Linked DNA regions of Mus musculus: regions 1 and 3 are each linked to region 2. A link is a contact called in public promoter capture Hi-C data. All regions are on one chromosome and are shown on one strand. The core of a region is the stretch at or near the end of the contact, and the rest is flanking DNA. Distances in the headings are between cores, read along the strand shown.

Region 1 (2,700 bases), core at 150-2,649, 780 kb before region 2:
ACCAGGAGACTGCCCTGCCCGCCGCTGCCTCTGATCATCAGGGTCCATGCTTCTATGTCTTTTCTGCCAGGAGCTGCCATCCCATGCCCCTCACTTCCTTCTTTACCCACCTGCTTCCACTCTCTCTGGTAATTTCAATAACATGAGCTCATTCTGCAGCCTCCAGGAGAACAGCTTCAAGGAGACTCATTTCTACCTTCAAAGATGGACCCTGGAGTGTCTTGCAGCCTAGGAAGTGCCCAGCCTAGAAAGAAGAGCGAGGTTACCAGCACTATGGTCCTACTATGCTTAAGGTTGTCACAAAGGTCTGCCTAGGGCTGTACTGGAAAATAGAAAGTTGTGTCTCAGTACTGCTGTTTTAGTAGGAGTGGCCAGTAGCTCTGGGGTTGGGGACTGAGGTGCCATGGGACATTACTGGGAGGCTCTCTAGCCAGCAAAGAAGTGGCCAGAACAAAGATCCACATGAACTAGACAGAGGGTCTAGAACACTGGATTGACCTTTCTAGTTAGGCCAGTCCAAGATGGACATTCCACAAATACCCATCAAACAACTGGTTGCATAATATGCATCCATTCAATACATGAACACAACCCCCACTTTTTTTTTTAAAAAAAGTGAGAAACCAGTGATGTATTTATAATTCCATCCTTAGGCTAAATCAAGAGGATCACAAGCTTAGCCGCAGTTACATAAAAAGATTGTTTTTTTTAAAGAAAGTCAAGTGTCTATAAACTACACACAGACCTCCTGTCCTTTGTGATAACCCAGGCTTTCCTCTTCTACTCCAGGAAGTTTTAGCACAAATACTTCTTCTCCGTGTGCACATTTTTTTCAGGTTTGTTGTGTTTGTTTGTTTGTTTGTTTGTTTGTGACGGAGTCTCACATAGCCAAGGCTGGTCTCAAACTCCCTAAGTTACCAAGGATAACCTTGAACTGATCTTCCTGCCTCTACATCCCAAATGCTGCGATTATGGGTATGCTGCATCAGACTGTTTCATCGGATGCTGGAGATTGGACCTATGTCTTTATTCATGCTGCCAACTGGGCTATATGCCCAGCTCTTTGTCCACATTTTAAAACCTTTTTTAAAAAAATTTTTATTTTATATATATGAGTTTTTTCCCTTCATGTATGTCTGTGTACCCTGTGTGTGCCTGATGGCTGAGCAGGCCACCAGAGAATGTCAGATCCCCTGGGACTGGAGTTACAGGCATTGTGAGCTGCTATGTGGATAGTGGGAATTAAAATCAGATCCCCTGGAAGAGCAGCCAGTGCTCTAACCACTGAGAAACCTCTCCAGCCCACTTGTCCATGTTCACACAAGCATTTCTCCTGTGGCATAATAACCTCTCGACATCACTGTAACAGCTGCAAACAGCCTGGAGGCCAGACTGCGTTGCTTAGCAACGCCTTTACTCTCTGGATCACTTGATCTGTTTATCTGAAGCAGAAACAGTCAAGCACCTCCTGATTGGTCCCACAAAATACCAACCCATTTGCTCGCTCCACTGTTTTCTGTCCATTTATCATCCATCCCTATGCCGCTCTCTACACAGATCTTGGGTTTGGATATGGCTATTCCTACTTGTTCTCACTTGTTGGCCTTGGCTGTTTTTGTTTTAAGAAAGTATTTTCCCTGAGGTTGTAGCTTAGTGAGGCAGCAACATGCCTAGAGCACGTCACCTTGTCGCAGGATTTTCCCTGTCCAATTACATTAGTGCAGAGGAGGCCTGTAGTTGGACAGGGAAATGGGGAGGTAGAGCTAAGAGAGAGAAAGAGAGAGAGATACAGAGAAAGAGAGACAGAGAGAGACACAGAGAGAGCATCTCAGAGCAGGGAAAGAAGAACTGTGGTTGTGGACGTGGATGTGGACGTGAACCCCCATGGTGATTACCAGCCACAAGTAGCTATGATTTCACAAGGTTAGAAATATTGGGATAAAGCTTTTATCATTATCAGTTGCCTCTGACATTATTGTATTGGCACCTTGTAAATTGTGATATTATTGATATATAAATCCAATTGGTTAGCTTTAAGCTTAAGAGTCTTGATTTTACCAGGTTACTGGGTATTGTGTTATCAAACCTCAAGGATGGCAGATCTATTTGGTTACTGGAGTGTGGGACCGCTTGTTACAGGAGATTATAGCAGAGATGGAACTAGTAGCTCCCGGGAAAAGTGAGCCAGATGCTGTGGGGGCTAGCTCCAAAGAGTTGGCGGCGGTGGCAGGAGCCCAAGAGTGTGGTTGGACCATGTAGAGAGCTGGCAGGTTCATTTTTTAATATTTCCTGTGTTTGAGTCCTACCCCTTTAGCCACTCTGGAGAAAGAGATTTGACCTTTTCTGTTTGACCTTCCTGCTTTCTAAATCACACATGTCCTTTAACTCTCAAGGCTGTGGTGTTTGCTGAATCTCTCCGTTTACAACAGACCCTCTTTGTAGAATGGGACCTGTGGGCTTCTCTGAGTTAGGGTAAGTATGAGACCCTCAAACTCTGACCTCTGTTTCTAAGAAAACTTTGGTTTCCGCTCATCAGAGCTCTTCAGACCCACGTACCTCACCCCCATCCCCTGCCTCAGCCCTAATTCTGGTCATGGATTTGAATTCAGTGGGGGAAGGTACAATGTCAAAGACACAGGAAAAGATCAGAGATGAAGAGATGGCAGGGAGGAAAGACAGGAAGCCTTGGGCACTCAGGGG
Region 2 (2,700 bases), core at 185-2,684:
AGACAAATAGTTTTTTAAAGGGCCTTTCTCGCTCTTCCTGCAAAGAAGGGACCAGGTGTGGTGGAGCTACAATGCCTGAAAGTGAGCATAGGTGGGGAGGTCAGGGGACAAGGGACCATGTCCTGAGCCAGTAAACAATTCCAGGTGTGCCCTCAGAAAGTAAGGAGCGGGCCGGGCTTCATAAACAGAGCAGCTCTTGCAAAGTAGCCAGAACTTGGATGCCTGAGGGGTGTGAGGGGTGAGAGGTGTCCCATGAACCATGCAGGAGGGAAAAAGAGAAAAGTGGTGGCCAAAGGTTCCCAGAGATAGGGGTTTAAATCCCATTCCGCTTCTCATGTGGGTCTAGGTGGGGAACAGTTCGGTGGCTGCATGCAGAAGTGCTTCGTGACACGACTCAGGCAGCTTTCCTCCAACATTCAGCCCAATTCGATGTCATAAAATGTGGACAAGCACCTCAGAACCTACACTGAGCGGCAAGCTCATTACCCAAACTGCTAGGCGAAGTCTACGGCCATCCCCATTTCACAGACAAGGACACTGAGATTGGGGCTATAAACAACTACTGTGGCGTGGCGTGGCGTGGGTGACATTCCTTTGTCCCACTGGAGAAGAGTATCAAGGAAGTTACCCCGATGTCCTGCTGTGAAGCCCTGTGTCTTCTCCTAGAGGCCACAACTCAGCCCCATTTGGAGAGTCAGGACAGCCCTGTCTTTCCCCTGGAATTTCTAGAGCCTAAGAGCTTAGCTGCCCCAGTCCGGGGCTGAGCTATCAAAAGCAGGTCAGCAGGTCAGCTGTAATGGCTGGCCCTGGAAGGGCTGTCTTCGCTGTGAACCCACCCACCACTCGGGCGATTAGACCAGGACATCCCCGCTCCCCAAGTGCTGTGAGCAACAATCCCACAACCCAGAGCTGGGCGCTTCCGGGAACCTCAGTACACGAGGGAAAGGTTGAAAAATCAGAATCTCACATATAATCTCAGCCTGGACAGCCATCCCAACCCCTAGGAAGTCCCTCGGGGCAGGCTGGTGACGTAAGGTAGGTATTGAAAGCTAAGGCCACGTGACAAAGAGTGTAAGAATCGTGGAGTGGGCCTGAGACCAATCAGGGAATCTGGGAACCACACTCCAAAGGGACCTCCTCCAAACCAAACGCGGCAGCCTGGAGGCCCAGACCCAATTACATGGGTGACCGATTTTTCCCAATGTGTCCGGTGTGGCCCGGCACAGGAGCAGGATTAGGCAAGTCACTGAGCCCTGTCTCGCCTGAGCTCCGTCCCACCCGCCTTACCCGGCTCTGTTCGCCTTCGCGACCCGGGACACCTGACAGGAAGGGACGCGGCAGGGGACATGCTGGAAACGCCGGCACAGGGCTCTGAGCCACAGCAGCAGCATGCGTGTGCGTGCATGCGTGGGCTCTGCCCGCTTTCCGAGGCCACGCCCTTCTGACAGAGCTCCGCCCCCACACGTCCAGGAGTCCCGCCCTGCCCGCCCACCTTGGGAAGGCGTCCCCAGCCAGGGCCGAGCATTGCCCCTCTCCCAGCGCTTCTACCTGCCATGGCAACCTGAGGAAGTCATGAGTAGACACACTTGGTCAGAGGGCCCTATCTACCCATCTAAGTGGCAAAACACCGAGTACCCACACCTCCAGGAGGACGCAGTTGCAGACACCAGCTGCCCTGCTCAAAGCAACTTCCTCTAGGCGACTGACCAACAGCACTGGAAGTCCTGCAAAAACTGCTGTTGCCTAGGCTCGCCGCCAAGAGACCAGGGCCATAAGCCATAGGCTCCCCCCTTCAACACATTCAGATCTGAAGACATGTGTACCAAGATCTCAAGACATTTGTACCAAGCAACAAAAATCTCCTAATCCGCGGACAGCTGCTCCCCGAGCCAGCAGCAGGCAGCCTTGGTATTTCCACTGAAACAGCACACAGGCCTGCAAGAAAGTGGTGAACAGGAAAGGTAAAAAATGAGACGGAGACCAGCAAGAAAGAGCTAGCCTATCCTGTAGGTCCCGCCCACGGTTACCAACTCACTGGATTCCTACTGACATCTAGCGGCCCGAGGCAGGAACAGAGCCGGGGAGAGGCTAGTGGGCCCCCTGCTGGACACGGCCAGTACTACAAAAAGTTTGCTGAGTATGATCAACAGACCAGCAAGACTTTGGGCATTCCAGGTCTGTAGCTGGCTGTCCAGGACCCTTGTACCCTTGAAGACCAGCTGGAGTTGTGACAGTTGGGGAGCATGGCCTCACAGCGTTCATATCCTCATAGCAGGTAAAAGGAGCCCTGTTTGCAACTGAGACCAGGCTTGAGGAAGAATTTCAGGTAGATGATGATGAATGCTGGAGCTGACAGTCAGACCTCCTGAGCCCAAAGTCCGTCATAAGGCTGTTCTGTGACAGCAGTGTCCACTCACACGTCGTAGCCGCCAACAGAGAGCTGGAGGGTGGGGAGGGCTTCATTGTGTAGAAGCCACAATTCAGGATAAGCAGGGGCATTTGACTTCAATACAAACTCAATGCAACCATCTCATTACGAGTAACATACAAGCGTTTTCACGTCGCTTTCCTCAACTTGATGGGCTACAATGGCCTGTGTCTGCCTGTGGGAGTCCACCATCTGCTCTTTACTAGACAAGTTTAATTTCTCTGAATCTCAGCCTCCTCCAGCACCTCCTCCAGAAAGTCTGATAAGAGCGA
Region 3 (2,700 bases), core at 105-2,604, 920 kb before region 2:
CTTGGTGCCCACCAAGACCCAGCCCCAGCCTTGAAGGGTATCCCCCAGCCTTAGCGCCTGGTGCCTCCATCATGGCTAAAGCATGGGCCGTGGGGACACTGACGACTAGAAGGGAAGGGGCAAGGGAAATTCCAAGCAGTACATTACAGGCAGAGAGCCATAACAGTGAGCAGGCTGAGGCTCGTTGCCAGGCCCAGGGTGACACTGCTGAGCAGGGCATGTCCAGGTGCAGCGCTGACCAGCCTCTCGTTGCATAGGTCAGTCTGGCAGCATTGTGTGACCTCGGAACCACTGCTGACATGGCCCTGCTGGCTGTAGTCGGAGGTGCATGAGTTTGCACACTCTTTCCTCACCAGGTTCCCATTCAGAGGCTCCACTGCACACAGAAAGGAAAAGGGCATCAGGCCTGACTTAGTGTACCCTGGCTCCCACCGAGCATCACCCACTCTTGACCACCACTTTCACCACGACTGGCCCATTCCCAGGATCAAGCCTAGGGCTGATCTCTTGGCCCTGAGGGACTTGGGCTGCCACTCACCTGAGGTGACGGTTTTGCAGAAGTAGAAGTTGGACGGGCAGACCTGAGGGTTCTTACAGTTGGCACTGTTGGTGCACACGTGACATCGAAGTGCCCAGGCTGAAGGATGAGGGTTATTGAGTCAGTCAAGTAAAGGTCTTTGCCCCAACCAGAGCCTTCGGAATTTGTCACCCTAACCTCTGCCCCAGATGCCACAAAGCTCGTGCCTGTGTTTGGCTCAGAGGGTGTCTAGATATTCCTTAAAGCCCTAGAGAGGACATTCTAGTCAGTGCCACCCCTGGGCAGAGGTGAGAAAGCAGAGGGAGTACGGAGAAGAGAGACTTTTCAAGAACCTCAGGAGATTCCTGGTCTTTGCTAAGTGTCCTCCACACCAAAGGTCTGAATTCTGAAGAGCCCGGAGAAAGAGGGACTTGACCACCCTAGTGTTGCCCAGGACAGATAAGAGGTGGCAAAGGCAGTAAGGGAAACCTCTCAAGATATCTCCAGCTCTCCTCTCTCTCAAAATGCCCCTTTTCTAAGAGTTAGTGCAAAAATTGCCTGATTCTGAAATAGTGTGATTTTAAGATCCGGTGAGTTAAGATATCAAACTCATTTTGTTTTAAATGTTAAGAGCCAAGCACCCCTAGCGTTCTCCGAGCCTAAATTCCATCTTCCCTCATTTGATGACATTCTGTCAAGCCCAGCCTGCCTAGGGATGAGTGTCTAGCATCTAGACAAAGCTATCCACCCCTTCCCAGCCCCCAAGTGCAGCCGCTCACCTGGGCTAGTGGCCACAGCCAAGACAAGGAGGACGAGCAGAGCTGTCTTCATCCTAAACATCATCTGGAAGCACTGGGGACCCTTTCTCTCCCCAGATCTTATAGATGAGACAGGAGCTGTGGGAGGATCGAGGGCAGGCCAGAAAGCAGCATGCAAATCAGGTCCACCCCACCCTTCCTGGCCCCATGCCCTCAGTACAGGCTTGGCTTCTGCCACCTGGAGGGACTGGAGTGCCTGGTCCCCTCAGCCCCGCAGCCTTCCTGAGCAGGGTTGGCTGTGGTCAGAAGCCTGGCAGACCATTCTGGTTCTTGCTCCAGACACTGGATGCTGTTGAGTCTCCATCCCTCCTGCTGTTGTCTCTGCCGCTCTCTCTGGCTCTCCGTTTCCTTGTGGATTGCGTGCCTGTACCTGGGTCACCTTGTCTTTGCCTTTCTGTTTCTGTCTGTTACTCTCGGCATCTAATCACCACTGGGTAACTCTTTCAGTCACAGCCTATGCTGGAAGTCTCAATACCTACAGGTTGGGAGGCGCAGAGCACCTTCTTCTGCTCTGGGCTCAGTGCATCGTTGACCCAGTGGGGACTTGGATCAAGGACCCAACCCCAGGGGAAACAAATGGTCCTTGTGGAGGTGACTGTGGGGTCAGGAGAGAGAAGTGAGTCTCTGTGTGTGCTGGGTATGGCCAGGTTAGGGCTATGAAGATCCCAGATCAAGTGAAGCAAAGCTATGGCTACTTGTTGGGGTCAGCGGACAAGTGTCCTTAGAACTTTCATGTGGTTCTTCTTGAGGCAGGTTTTGGACTTGGCAGGACCTGGAATCTGGAAGTCACTTGGATAAGAGCCCCTGGAGAAGGTCCAGCTCTGTCCCAAGCCTTCCCCTGTGTTGCTAGGTAATATCTGCCTCCCCTGGATTTGCTTATGGCACCTGGAAGGCCACAGGAAAGGCCTGAAATTCAGGGTCCCTGCTTCCTTGGAAAGGCCCGTACAGCTCCAGCCCCTCTTCCCTGAATACATCAGACATAGGGAGAATGAGTGGGCAGAGGGATAGGAGGGTGGTTCTGAGCCTTGGGAACAGAACTTGGGACTCCGTGACAGGGCGGTGACAGAAGAGTTGGCAAACAGGGGAAGATGAGTCATTGGAAAACTGCTGGAAAAACAGGTTTGGAGCTACTCCTGGGCTCAGTGGAGTTCTGGGGTCTGGGAATGAAGGGCAGACAAGAAATGGGGAGTCTGGGCCTGAGATTGAGAGCAGGGTGCAACAGGCTTCACACTTACACCCTGGGTAGGAGGATGTATCGGCATGCTTGCTTGCTCCCAGGGACCTCAGCCTTCATGTTGGGTCTTGGATCTGTGAGATCCATGGTGAGAAGGGTCTTTGTCCTTGGAAGATCTGCTAGGAGGATGT

Evidence for each region. Promoter capture Hi-C pulls out the DNA fragments that hold promoters and counts their contacts.
Region 1: a contact with region 2 is called in a promoter capture Hi-C map of hippocampal neurons, with 3 times the contacts expected there. A contact is called at or near these places in 1 of 39 promoter capture datasets (hippocampal neurons), 1 of 130 datasets of targeted methods (embryonic stem cells) and 1 of 9 other capture datasets (embryonic stem cells).
Region 3: a contact with region 2 is called in a promoter capture Hi-C map of hippocampal neurons, with 4 times the contacts expected there. A contact is called at or near these places in 5 of 39 promoter capture datasets (the 3T3-L1 cell line, embryonic stem cells, hippocampal neurons and 2 more), 4 of 484 Hi-C or Micro-C datasets (B cells, the N1E-115 cell line, cerebellum and 1 more) and 5 of 130 datasets of targeted methods (embryonic stem cells, large pre-B cells, microglia and 2 more).

The regions. Positions count from the first base shown.
Region 1 is chr15:74,901,007-74,903,706 of GRCm38.p6, forward strand. No RefSeq gene overlaps it. Among named protein-coding and RNA genes, the nearest start is that of Ly6m, 21 kb to the left of the region's middle.
Region 2 is chr15:75,677,366-75,680,065 of GRCm38.p6, forward strand. Top1mt (DNA topoisomerase 1, mitochondrial) reads right to left here and starts at 1,435. Exons shown (of 14, transcript NM_028404.3): 1 at 1,288-1,435. The coding sequence starts at 1,391.
Region 3 is chr15:74,762,213-74,764,912 of GRCm38.p6, forward strand. Ly6d (lymphocyte antigen 6 complex, locus D) reads right to left here and starts at 1,355. Exons shown (of 3, transcript NM_010742.1): 1 at 1,297-1,355; 2 at 539-637; 3 at 1-376. The coding sequence starts at 1,348. The coding sequence ends at 144.